Regions from separate parts of the Capsicum annuum genome. Here region 1 is linked to region 2. Evidence: chromatin contacts called from public Hi-C data. All regions are on one chromosome and are shown on one strand. Each heading gives the region's core, a stretch centred on a gene start, on an enhancer-like site or on the middle of the called end of the contact. The rest is flanking DNA. Distances are from core to core; before and after follow the strand shown.

Evidence for each region. Hi-C and Micro-C count contacts between places; a contact is called where the count stands out from the background.
Region 1: a contact with region 2 is called in a Hi-C map of placenta, with 5 times the contacts expected there. The contact joins the promoter of LOC107870961 here to the enhancer-like site in region 2. A contact is called at or near these places in 2 of 5 Hi-C or Micro-C datasets (leaf and placenta).

Annotation. Positions count from the first base shown.
Region 1 is chr5:176,680,548-176,686,793 of UCD10Xv1.1, forward strand. LOC107870961 (probable methyltransferase At1g29790) reads left to right here and starts at 3,768. Exons shown (of 2, transcript XM_016717681.2): 1 at 3,768-4,371; 2 at 4,689-5,707. The coding sequence starts at 3,918. The coding sequence ends at 5,458. It overlaps LOC107870960 (potassium channel SKOR), which reads right to left. Exons shown (of 15, transcript XM_047413274.1): 15 at 5,124-5,772. The coding sequence ends at 5,705.
Region 2 is chr5:176,454,129-176,460,104 of UCD10Xv1.1, forward strand. No RefSeq gene overlaps it. Among protein-coding and RNA genes, the nearest start is that of LOC107870958, 16 kb to the right of the region's middle. Within about 2 kb of position 2,558, at least 3 of the 5 cell types and tissues checked have an H3K27ac peak or open chromatin away from gene starts, as enhancers often do.

The DNA.
Region 1 (6,246 bases), core at 2,518-5,017, 230 kb after region 2:
TGAACAACTAAAATAAAATAAATATTTTTAGCAAGAGAATTAACTAATATGAAATGGATGAATATTTAAATATCTAAGTGAAAATCTCAGCTCTGATGCTTTTACAAGTATAAGGTTATCTGTTTTGTTTTTGACAGTTTGCTCATTTGCTGCTTCCTTTTTTGTGTTTTCTTTTCGTTTTAACTTGATTTTTTTGTGAAATTTCTTATATGTTCTTTAAAATTGAGAATCTACTCGTATTTTGCAGAATATGTAGAATCAAATGAAAGAGTGAATGGAGAAATAAGCAAGCCAATAGAAGTGCTAAAGGTCACAGAGAAATGCATACATGCTTTCTGGTTTTATGTAATAACAGATTGCAAGAAAAAAAAAAAAGAAATATTTGTGGAGTCAACCACATGTATAGTTCCTGAATTTTGTGTATAAGAAATATTTTCAGTTACTATTTTCAAGTCTTCATAAAATCAACACTTTAATTAATGGAGTTAATTGTGTGAGAGAATAATAATATCTGATTTTATTTTCATAATTATAGGCAAAATAATTATCTCATACATTATAATAACGTATAAGACACAAGTAATATATATTTTTCTAAAATTGGGAGAAAGAAAATACATCCCGAATTCTATGTAATTACTTTTATTAAGAATGCGATTTTTCTGTTGTTTATACTTTCCTTAATCCCTTTGTTGACTTGTGCAAATTCATGGTACAGCCACTATGTGTGTACATACACACGCACTGATGTCTATTCTTGATCCAAAATTTATAGGAATTATGATGTCAAAATAAATAAATAAATATGCTTTTTAACTTGGTTTCAGATTATATTTATATTTTAAGTATGTATAAATAGACACTTAAAATTGTACTTTCTTCATTTCATTTTAGTTGATCCTTTTTCTAAAAATATTTGTTTCAATTTAGTTGTCTCATTGATGAAATCAAGAGAATTTTAATATGTTCTTTCAATAATATTCTTATTATTAAATGACTAAACAAGTTGTATATATTCAAATTTATATTTTCAAAACATAATTAATAAGACTAATTTGATAAAATAGACCCCAATTAAATATTTCTCTTAATGGGTGTATCAAATTTATAAAGGTCAACTAATACGAAACGAATAGAGCATCATAAAGTTATATAAGTAGATATATATGTTTTATGTTGTGTTCTACATAGTCAATTTTTATTCTACATGATATTTTATATGTATTATATCATATAAAATGTGTGTATTTACACATTTAATTTTATATAAAATTTAATTACTTATACATATCCAAAATTGAAGGTTACGGAAAGGAAATGTTCATGTAGTGAGACAATAATAAATGCATACAGCTTAGAAAATTTCTTGAACTTCAACAACTGTGTTGAAAAAGAACGTCAATACGACTTCCAAGAAATTGCTACTAAACTATCATGTGACTTATGCCGCAAAATATGCACCTCAAAATGTAATCACTAAGTTACATTACCAATTTGGAATTAAATAATGAAGTGTATCTAGATTTAATAATAAAATAAGATTTTTCGCTCATTTTTATATATCTATTATTTTATGTTTTATAATCCTTTTAAAAAATAATAATTGATAAATTATTTTTTTTATCATAATACATATTAATTGATGTTTAGTACTTCTTCCTTCCCCTTCCTTCTTCTATCTTTACTTGTCGATGTTAATAAAAATAGACGTTCAACAATATTTGTCTAGTTTGAAAAATTAATAGATAATTTATTAATTTATGCTTATTTTATTTTGATATTAAATACTCTATCCATTTAAAAAGGAATATCCTATTTTTTTTTAATCCGTTTAAAAAAGAATGCTCCTTTCCTTTTATTTTTCTTTGCAAGATTTTAATTTCAACTTTCCACACGTGATATATTTAAAACCACAAGATTAAATGAAATTTTAATATATTTGACTTAACTTTAGTTTAAAACCGCAAAGTTCAGAAGCCTTCTTTATTTTTTTAAACTCCGCATCAAGTCAAAACAAGTTATTCCTTTTGAAATAAAAGGAAAACTATTCACTATTCAATGCATTAAATTTATTACTCCTTCCGTTCCTAAATAAGTGCATGTTTTAAATTTGACATACCCCTTAATAAATTACTCCCTCTAATTCAAAATAAGTAAACTTTTGAATTATTTTTTAATGTCCAAAATAAGTGAATTGTTCCTTCTTCAGTAGAAATGTTAGAAATTTCTCCCAATTTTTATCATTAATTTACACTTTCTAGACTATTAGTTTCAAAAGATGTAATTAACTTTATTTTAATATGACTAAAATTTCAAGAATAGTTTGATAATATCTAAATTGGTAAAAATAAAAGTAATGTATAATTTATGTTCTAATTTCTTTTCTTCAACAGTGTTTATTGAGTCAAAAATTTATTTAGTTTAGATTAGAAGAAACACTAACTCCTATAAAATAAAATGTAATTTTACCAACTTTTCCCTAAATAAAACTTATATCTTTTTTCAAGTTGACATTGATTACATTTAATATGAAGAGTTAGATATTAATGGTACAAGTGCATATTAGGAAGATTATAATCAAAATATTCTTGAGAGCTTAAACATGCACTTATTTAGGAATAAAATCAAAGGCAAAACATACACTTATTTAGAAACGAAGAGAGTATATTCAAAGGGCGATATAATAAAGTTACTTCTATTATTTATTGTTTCTTATGGTGTGTTAATTAACAGTGAACAAATATTATTGAACAGAGGCAATATTAGGTCTTGATATATTTGTCTTAGCACACCCCTTAAAAAATAATAAATCAAAAAGTATTTTTACTATATCATCCGTATTAATTATAAATCATGTAAGTGTTGTAGAATGAATAGTATCTACTAACAATGACAAAATAGACACATAATAACATTATATCTTGATTTTTCAAATTAGATGAGTAAAGTTGGATAATAATTTTTAATATATTAGACAAGTAAAAATGAATAAAGAGTAAAATTGAAAATTTCTTTTTTAAATAATGAACTGGATGGGGTATTATATAAATACACACTAAAAAATGCACTAAGTCCATCTTAAAGTTGGAAATGTGCTAGTTGCCCTATATGTTGCTTCACATATAAGAAACTATAAAAATAACAGATCTTGGATTTTTGTGATGAAACAAATGTGTAGTTTCTGCAATGTCTAGCACCTGCTTCACTAATCTATTACTGACAGTATTATGTGGGTCCACGTAAACTCATTACTTCCAGTTCGGACTAGTCATATATATGAAAAAAATGACTACACACGAAGAAAGAAAAAGGAACTTATCCATCACTAATCCTATTTAACGATGGATCAGCAAGGATTAGCAGCAACAGCAATAACATATCCGGTGAAATTATATAAGTGAGGTTTGGAGAATCTTTTTGGATCTTGATATATAAAAATAAGATCTCATGTAAAAAGAACATAAAACTAAAACAATTTGTAAAAGGTTAGGAAAACATTTCTCTCGCATTTAGTAGTGGATCTATAGAAAGGGATAAGATTGGAAAAATTCAATCACAAGAAGCACACATAAGTTTGAGGTTTGACTTGATAAGTATGAATATGTTAAACGTTTCCTTTATTTTTTTTAGTGATATATATAAGTTCACACTAGCTGAATCTCAACTCAGTTGACTTAAGATGCTAGATTCACCTATACAATAATTACACCTCCCCAACTAGGAAGGGCAGTAGAGGTATAATCCACCTTAATTAAGGATGAAAATACTAGTTAAATTCAAATTAATTAGAAAAGAACACTTCACATGCCGGATATTATATCTATAAGCATATAGATACCAGTTATCATTACACTCTACACTTCATATTAAACTTTTAAGGGAACAAAGCTTTTTTATTGTCCAAAAGAAAAAAGCTCATGGACTCATCTCATAAGCCAAGAACTTTTTCCCCAAATCTGTTCTTTTTCTTCCTTCTTGTGTCCTCAAATCTCCTCACCTTTTTCATTTGTAACACTTTTAAGAACTCTTCTTGTGCTCTATACCAACAAACATATAATGCCATTGCCACTGTTTCATCACTTAATACTTCTATCCCTTTGGTTGTTGAGCCTGCAGCAAATAGAGGTGATGATGTTCAAGAATCTAATAAACCAGCAGCTGATTTAGACCTTCCATCTGAGTTCCTTGCTTTCACATCTCCACATAAACTACCATTTGGATTCAGCAGAAACTTTGATTCTGACGAAATCATCCCTCCAGTGGGGCATCCGTGTACCAGGTTTCCGGATTTACTTCGTCGTTACATGTCATACAGAGTCAATGGTTCTTGCCCTGATGATGAGCTCCTAGCACAGAAGCTGCTTCTCAAAGGTTTGTGTTAAGAAATTAAGAAATTGTTAATGTGGAAAGGGACTGTTCCTTGTAGATATAGGAAAGGTGTTTATAGTCAAACCTCTCTATAACAACGTCGTTTGTCCAGATACTTTTGGTTGTTGTAGTGCAAATGTGGTTATAGAGAACGTGTAGCATAACATAACATGAAAAATTGATTCCAAAAGAAACTTGTCCGTTACAGTGAAATGTTATTAGGGAGAGGTCTGGTTGTATCGATAATCTCTATAATTGTGCAAGTAGGAGAGGAATTAAGCAATCTGTTCCTCAAAATCTCCTCTCCTTTTTTTTTACAGGTTGTGAGCCTCTCCCTCGCCGCAGATGTCGTCCTGCTGCTCAAAAGGAATATGTTGAGCCTTACCCTTTTCCTGAGGGTTTTTGGAGAGTACCATCAGATTCATCTGTGGTTTGGACAGCATATACGTGCAAAAACTATGAATGTCTCATCAACAGGAAAACTCAGAAAGGATTTGATGATTGCAAAGACTGCTTTGACCTCAATGGTAGAGAGAAAAACCGTTGGTTGTCGACAAAGGGAGCTGGTCTTGACTTCTCTATAGATGAAGTACTGGCAGTGAAGAATCCTGGTACAATCAGAACAGGACTCGACATTGGAGGTGGTGTGGCTACATTTGCTGTAAGAATGAGAGAAAGGAACATAACAATATTAACAACATCAATGAATCTCAATGGTCCTTTCAATACATTTATAGCATCAAGAGGAGTCATACCTTTGTATATAAGCATTTCACAGAGACTTCCTTTCTTTGACAATACATTAGATATAGTGCACTCAATGCATGTGTTGAGTAATTGGATACCAACAACACTGCTCCACTTCTTATTTTTCGACATCTATAGAGTGCTTCGGCCTGGTGGGCTGTTCTGGCTTGACCATTTCTTCTGTGTTGGTGAGCAATTTGCGCAACTCTATGTTCCCCTTATAGAGAGCATTGGGTTCAATAAGGTCAAGTGGGTCGTTGGGCGAAAATTGGACAGAGGCCCCGAGCTGAATGAGATGTATCTTTCAGCACTGTTGGAGAAACCACTCAAGAATTCTTGGTGACAATATTAGATGTTTCTCTTACTATATTACTTTGTTAGAAGTAAAAAAGGAGGTTTCTTTCAGGACTAATGTTTTTTTCTTTTTATTACCGATTCGTTTTAGATGACATCTCCAGATATAAACTAACAGTTTGATGTAACTTAGTATGAGTTGTTATGTTTGTGGACCAAATCCTGGTTAGCTTTTATATTTTCTGGTGATAATGCCAAAAACCAGATTCCATATTTAGAGCATAAGATTGTACCTTCATGAGGAAATGATCTCATTCGGCCACTTATGTTGAATAGAAGAAAATGACCTTTTCATTCTCATAACTGGAAAAATGAAATCTCTCGTGAAAACGACATAAAACTAAAAAATTTGTAAGGGGCTACAGAACCAAAACTTCTTGTTCATGGATGAAGCACCCATATTGAAAATGTGAAATTGGACTCATAGGTCAATTAGGTCATTGGAATTTGGCAAAGCTATTTCCAAGCAATAGTTACGAAAGAAAGTGAAGCACACAATGTACAAACAAATTAGAATATCTTACATGTATGGATCTAGTACTATAATTATCAAGTCGCAATTAAAATAACGGATTTCAGCATCAACGTAAAATAATGCCAATACAAATCAAATCCCTCCAATTGAGAATCAAAGAATCCGAAGGCTGCCATTTGGATCATTTTGTGCGTCATTGTTTGAAGCACATGTTTTCACCTATAACCCTCGCTAGACAAAGCGATGACTTCTAACACTGTATATATTACTTTGTCCAAGAAGGAATAACATGAAGGAGAATT
Region 2 (5,976 bases), core at 1,308-3,807:
ATTTTATTATTATTATTATTGTTATATTTTAAATAGATTACCCTTTAAAAACATAAAATAAAATAAAAATCATATATGCTTATAACAAATTATCGTATTCATACTACAATTTTTTTTATATACAAATACATATATATAATAATAAATATTTTAAATGTCAGCCATAAAAGTGAATAGAAATTGTGCACTTAATAAGTGCAAAATCTATTTAAAAAACGTTGTACACTTTTTTTAATCGTGGGGCATACTTTGGTTCTGGACTTTTACTATGTTGATCCTTTCATTTTCAATTGTGATCCCCATTTAGATGGTAGATTTAGTTGTCCCTCATCACATTGGGCAAAAGTCACAAAATCTGGAAGATGGCTTCCATCATCACTACGAAAATAATAATACTAATAAATACATATTGCACTTCATCTATTTATTTTTATTTGTCCATATATTAAATATAAATGTTCGATAGTATTAGTTTAATTTGAAAAATTAATAAATAATTTATTATTTGTTTATTTTTATTTTTACTATTAAATATTACTTTCTTTTCTCAAAATAGTTGACATATATAGATTTTACACATTTTTTAAGAAAAACTCAATTCTGAATGTGATTTGGCTAATATATCCTCTTTACTCTTCATGTATTTACGTGCATCTTAGTAGCCATTTGGCCATAAAAATTATTTTTTTCGGAGTTGGAGTTGGAGTTGAAGATGAAGTTGGAATTGTAGTTGTGTTTGGTCATTTCTTTTTGAAATTTTTTTTTAGATTTTTGAAAAATCTTTTTTAAATATGATTTTATACCCTCAACTTTTAAAAATTATCAAAATCGCTCAACTACTAATTTACCTACTAGCATACAACCAAATGTTGAGAAAATAATTTATATGTCTTCAATTGATAAAATAATTAACAACAAACTAATTATTATGTTTGTTATTCTTCTAAAATTTGAATAAAAATATCACAAACATGAGCTAAATAAGTTTATCTAACCATAATCGATTGAATAGAGAAAATATATTTTGATAAATATGATTGATGGATATAAATATATTTTATATATTCTTAAATTTGTTGATAAAAATTCTTGATTACTTTCACTTGAATTAATTATTTTATTGAATTTGATTTTTTTTTTAAAAATTACGAATGAATTATTTCTGAATAGATTAGTGCTAATTTTTTGCTTTTTCTTTATTGATGATACTAATTTTCCTTGAATATATATGTTTTTTTTTGGGTAAAGAGAACAAACTTTTGTTAAGCTAATTACCACACTCGTCTCTGTTCAAAATCCATAAAACCAAAATAAGGTTATCGTCAATATGGATCGTTACGTTATGTTTGATATGCGACTTTATTGACCACTTTTTAATAATTTAGTAAAATCGTCATAACCATTATATGACATATACAGAAAATTAGAATGACAAGAAAAATATTAAATTTCTCGTTTTTAAATAACATAATGTATTAGGCCTTATATTTCTATAATATAGTTCATTCAAAACAAAGTTGATATATTTCCGCCATAGATTGCCATTTATTACTTTTTAATTCACGTTAGTAAATTTTGATTAAAAGAAGAAAAAGAGATTAGAATATCTTTAACAATTAAAAATGATGTTGTACCATAGAAAACAAATAATTATTTTTTTCTTGGTGGTTGTAGTTATAAGAGGTATTTGTGTAAAAATTTAAAGATTGGGTTATATATAATAATAATGAAAGTAAAAAATTGGAGTGAAAAATTATGAAAACAACAAAAAGTTGTTTTCACTTTTTGGAATCCAACTCCGGAATAATTTTCTGGAATTTCATGGACAAACACCACAATTTTTGGAAAATTAAAAAAAGTGAAAAAAATTTGGAAAAAAAGAAAAAAATTTATGGCCAAACGGGCCATTAATTTTAGAACATCACTCAATGTATTTTTTAAAATATTAAATTTATCATATCAAAGAGTGATATAATAAAGCTATTCTACTATTTTATATAAAATTCAATAAATATTTTATCTATTTTTTCTTTATTATTTTTAAAATATATACCAAGGCAACAACAAGCAAGTAAAAATGGATGGAAAAAATATAGTAATAAACAACCTTTACACCTACAATCCCAGCTTATTGTCTCTAACTCATCATAATGAGACGGTGAAAACTTACACGCATCCGATATATACATTAAATTAAGATTTTTTTATTATAGAGAAGTAATTAAATTAAGTAAAATATTTATTAATTAATCATAGTTATGTAACATGAACTCTAAATTCAAACACATCACATACATGTATTAGCTTGGTGCATACACCGGATGCGTATAAATTTTAACCGACGAGACCAACTCACATCATTCTTGGGACAATTTCATAATTAATTAAGTAGGCAGTTGGCCAATTATAATTATTTACAATATCTTTTATACATTCTTATAATATATTTGAAAATAAATTTGGAAAAGAAAGAGTTCTTTGTTTAACTATATTCATTTGTCTCTATCTAGAAAGCCAATGTCGATTTTTTTTTTAAAAAAAAATTAAATATTCATTTCCTTATCAAGTGTCATTATTCTTCGTTCAAAATATACAGTGTTAGGTCCTCTGGTCTGAGGTGAAAGCGTGCTGTTTGTGGGAAAGAGGCATATCACCAATTTTAATCTTGAGAAGACGAGTATCCTTTTTTGAAAAAGAAAAAAATTTGATTAATTCAAATTTGTGTTGAACAGTAGTATTTTTGAGGTAAAAAAATACTTTATTAAATTTAATTTTATTTTCAAGACTTGTCTCCCACCGTTAATTAAGGATGTAAGATAGTTACAACAAGGGGTTGCCAAATGGGTGGTAATTAGATTGGAGAAAAGATCACAAATAGCAAATTAGATCAATTAATTAGAAGGCACATAATAACTTTTTGCTAATTACTTTAAATAGTAACATGTAAATATATTTGATTCACAAGACAACATTAAATACATATTCCCTAGATTGTTACGATGTCGATTTGTTAACCTTTTCTGGATCGTTACAATGTCTCGCTCTCACCTTTTCAATGCTTACTAATTTTGATGATTGTATAAGCGTATATACTGCATTTGTATTTTCAACTTGAGAAAGTTCAATACTAAAGAATGGTGAATTATCGGAAACCAAATTGATATACCCTATTAGATCTTCTACGTAGTCTGTGTTCTGTCATTAAAGCAAACCTCCACAATTCTAAAAACAAAAGTTTAAAGAATGAAAGATGATGACAATAGTAATATATACATAATACAAACTAAATAAATTTTGGGGAAGAAATGACATGCAAGAACTGAAATCAATGTTTACCTAATTTTGCGGAACACGATTTTGTGTAGAAAGCTTGAAAAATATAGCAGAATTTGAAATTTAAAATATAGGAGAATAATTGAAAAATAAGAAAGAGATGAAATAAAAATAAAGGGGGGGAGGGTGTAAAGGCAAAGCCTTAAAAGGGGAGAAATTACACATGATAATTATAACAAGCTGTAGGGGCTTGACTCCGATAAAATATTGTTATTTTTGTTGTATATTTTTTTTTAAAAAATATTATTATTTAACTTAATTATGAATTTTAGCTTGCTAATGTATATATTTTTTCAATAATAAAATATCTGTTAGTTAGGTAAATGAATTATCTGATAATTAGAAGGAAAAAGAATGAGGGGGAGAGGATCCACAACATAGATAGAAAGGGCATATTCGATTTGGATCATAATAATACTCCTTATGAATTTCAAATGATCAAAGGCTAAAGATAAAGGAGAAGGATAAAAATAGCCTTTTCGTATAAAATAAAGCTATGAAAATGGCCATGAATTAAAAAAAAAAAAAAAAAATTAGCTATTTTTTCACCGTTTTCTTTGACTTTGACTTTTAAAAAAATTTGATGATTTTATCTTTTTTGCTTTACTTTTGTTGTTGCTTCTTTTGCTTCTTTTATTATTGTTATATAAAGTATAAAAATTATATTTTTTTTTGCTATTTTTCATTGTTGTTTTCTTATTTTTTTGGTAGTTGTGTTTTCTTCCTTTTTCCTTTTATTTTGGTTGTGCTCATTTTTTTACTGATGTTTCTGTATATTTTTTTTAATACTATCAATAAAAAAAAATAATCAAATAAAATTTTGTAGTTTTCTTTTAAAATAATCAAATACTAATTTATAATGTCGTAACCAAATAAAATTTTATATTTTTTTGAAAGATAATTTTTTTAAATAGCATATTTTAATGACTCACATACATGTTTTAAAACTATTTTCGTGTCTTTTATTTTTGCCAAGAGGTTATACACATTTTGTACACTATTTATGTAAAATAATTATTTAGATACAAACTCTATGCAATATTTATGCAGTTTATATACATCCTATCGATATACATATTCTATACAACAATGATACAAATTCTATACAGATCATATATAGAAAATATATTCTATATAATACAATTTTTATATACATCATATACAAACCTTAAATATACAATTTTTATACACATCATATGCAAACCTCAAATATACAGTTTTTATACACATCATATACAAACCTCAAATATGCAGTTCTTATACAGTTTTATACACATCATATACAAACCTTAAATAAACAGTTCTTATACAGTTTTTATACACATCATATACAAACTTTCATTTCTCAGAAATCTCCATAGATAATCAATCCTATGCAATCTCGAATCATAAAACACATTTTTTTTCAAAACCAATTCATTTCCTTCAAATTTCTTCGACATATATCTATCCATTATTACTTTAGCTTCAACACAATAGCCCTTTTCTTCCATCCCGATCAACCTCTAGATTTTGCATATTTTTTCTTCTTTCATTCTTCTATCTCGTTTTTCATCCACCCACATAATTCACAAACTCAATTCAATTTAGATAACCTAAATAGAAAAAATTATGAATTAGAATGAAAAAGATATAAGTTTTGTTGGGTTCTCTTAATAGAAAAAATTAAAAACTAGAAGAAAAGAGATATGAGTTTTGGTGGGTTCTTAACTATCACAAATTGGAGAAAGAAGAGAAAGAAGAAAGAAAAATGGTTATGAAAAGAAGAAACTCAATTCAATTTAGATAACCTAAATAGAAAAAATTAAGAATTAGAAGAAAAAAGATATGAGTTTTGTTGGTTTCTTAATAAAAAAATTTAAGAACTAGAAGAAAAGAGATATGAGTTTTGTTGGATTCTTAACTATCACAGATTGAAGAAAGAAGAAAGAAGAATGGTTATGAAAAGAATGAAGAGTCACAAAATCCTATTCCTTTAGCATGTGGCTCCCTTTTCCTTTAGCGTGTGGCTTATTAAAATAAAGGGCTAATAAATAGCATGTAAAATAGCCGACGTGTTAGTTTTGTCCAAAAAATGAAACGTGAGCCATTATTATCCATTATTTTTCAAAAAAGTTACGTGGTGTCCTTTTCCCTAAACATGAAGTTTATGCTAGCATTTAATATTTAAAAAGTATAATACATAAATATATTGAAAAAAATACAAGACATAAGAAATTTATTCAGTAACGGAAGGATAACACAAAAACGTGATCTTTGACAAGATAATCTCTCTTATTACTCCTCTTATTACAAACTTGGCATTAGTGGGTCGGTAATCACTTTCACTTTGAAAGTGCATAATTAGACGTAGGGTGATCGGGGGTTTGGTTAACAATCAAATTGAACCGTAAATCGAATCAAACCAATTAAAAAAATGATGTTTGGTTTGATTTAGTTAGGTTTGCTTTTAAATTTTAATAAACCAATACTATTTAGTTTGGTTATGATTTTACTTAAATAAAACCGTGAAAATAACTAAATCGATCGATAAATTTTATATATATATTATAATTATTTATATATAATTTAGAAATAAAATATAAATATTTTATCACTACTAAAAAAAACTGATAAACCGACCACGAAAAACCGACCACAGAT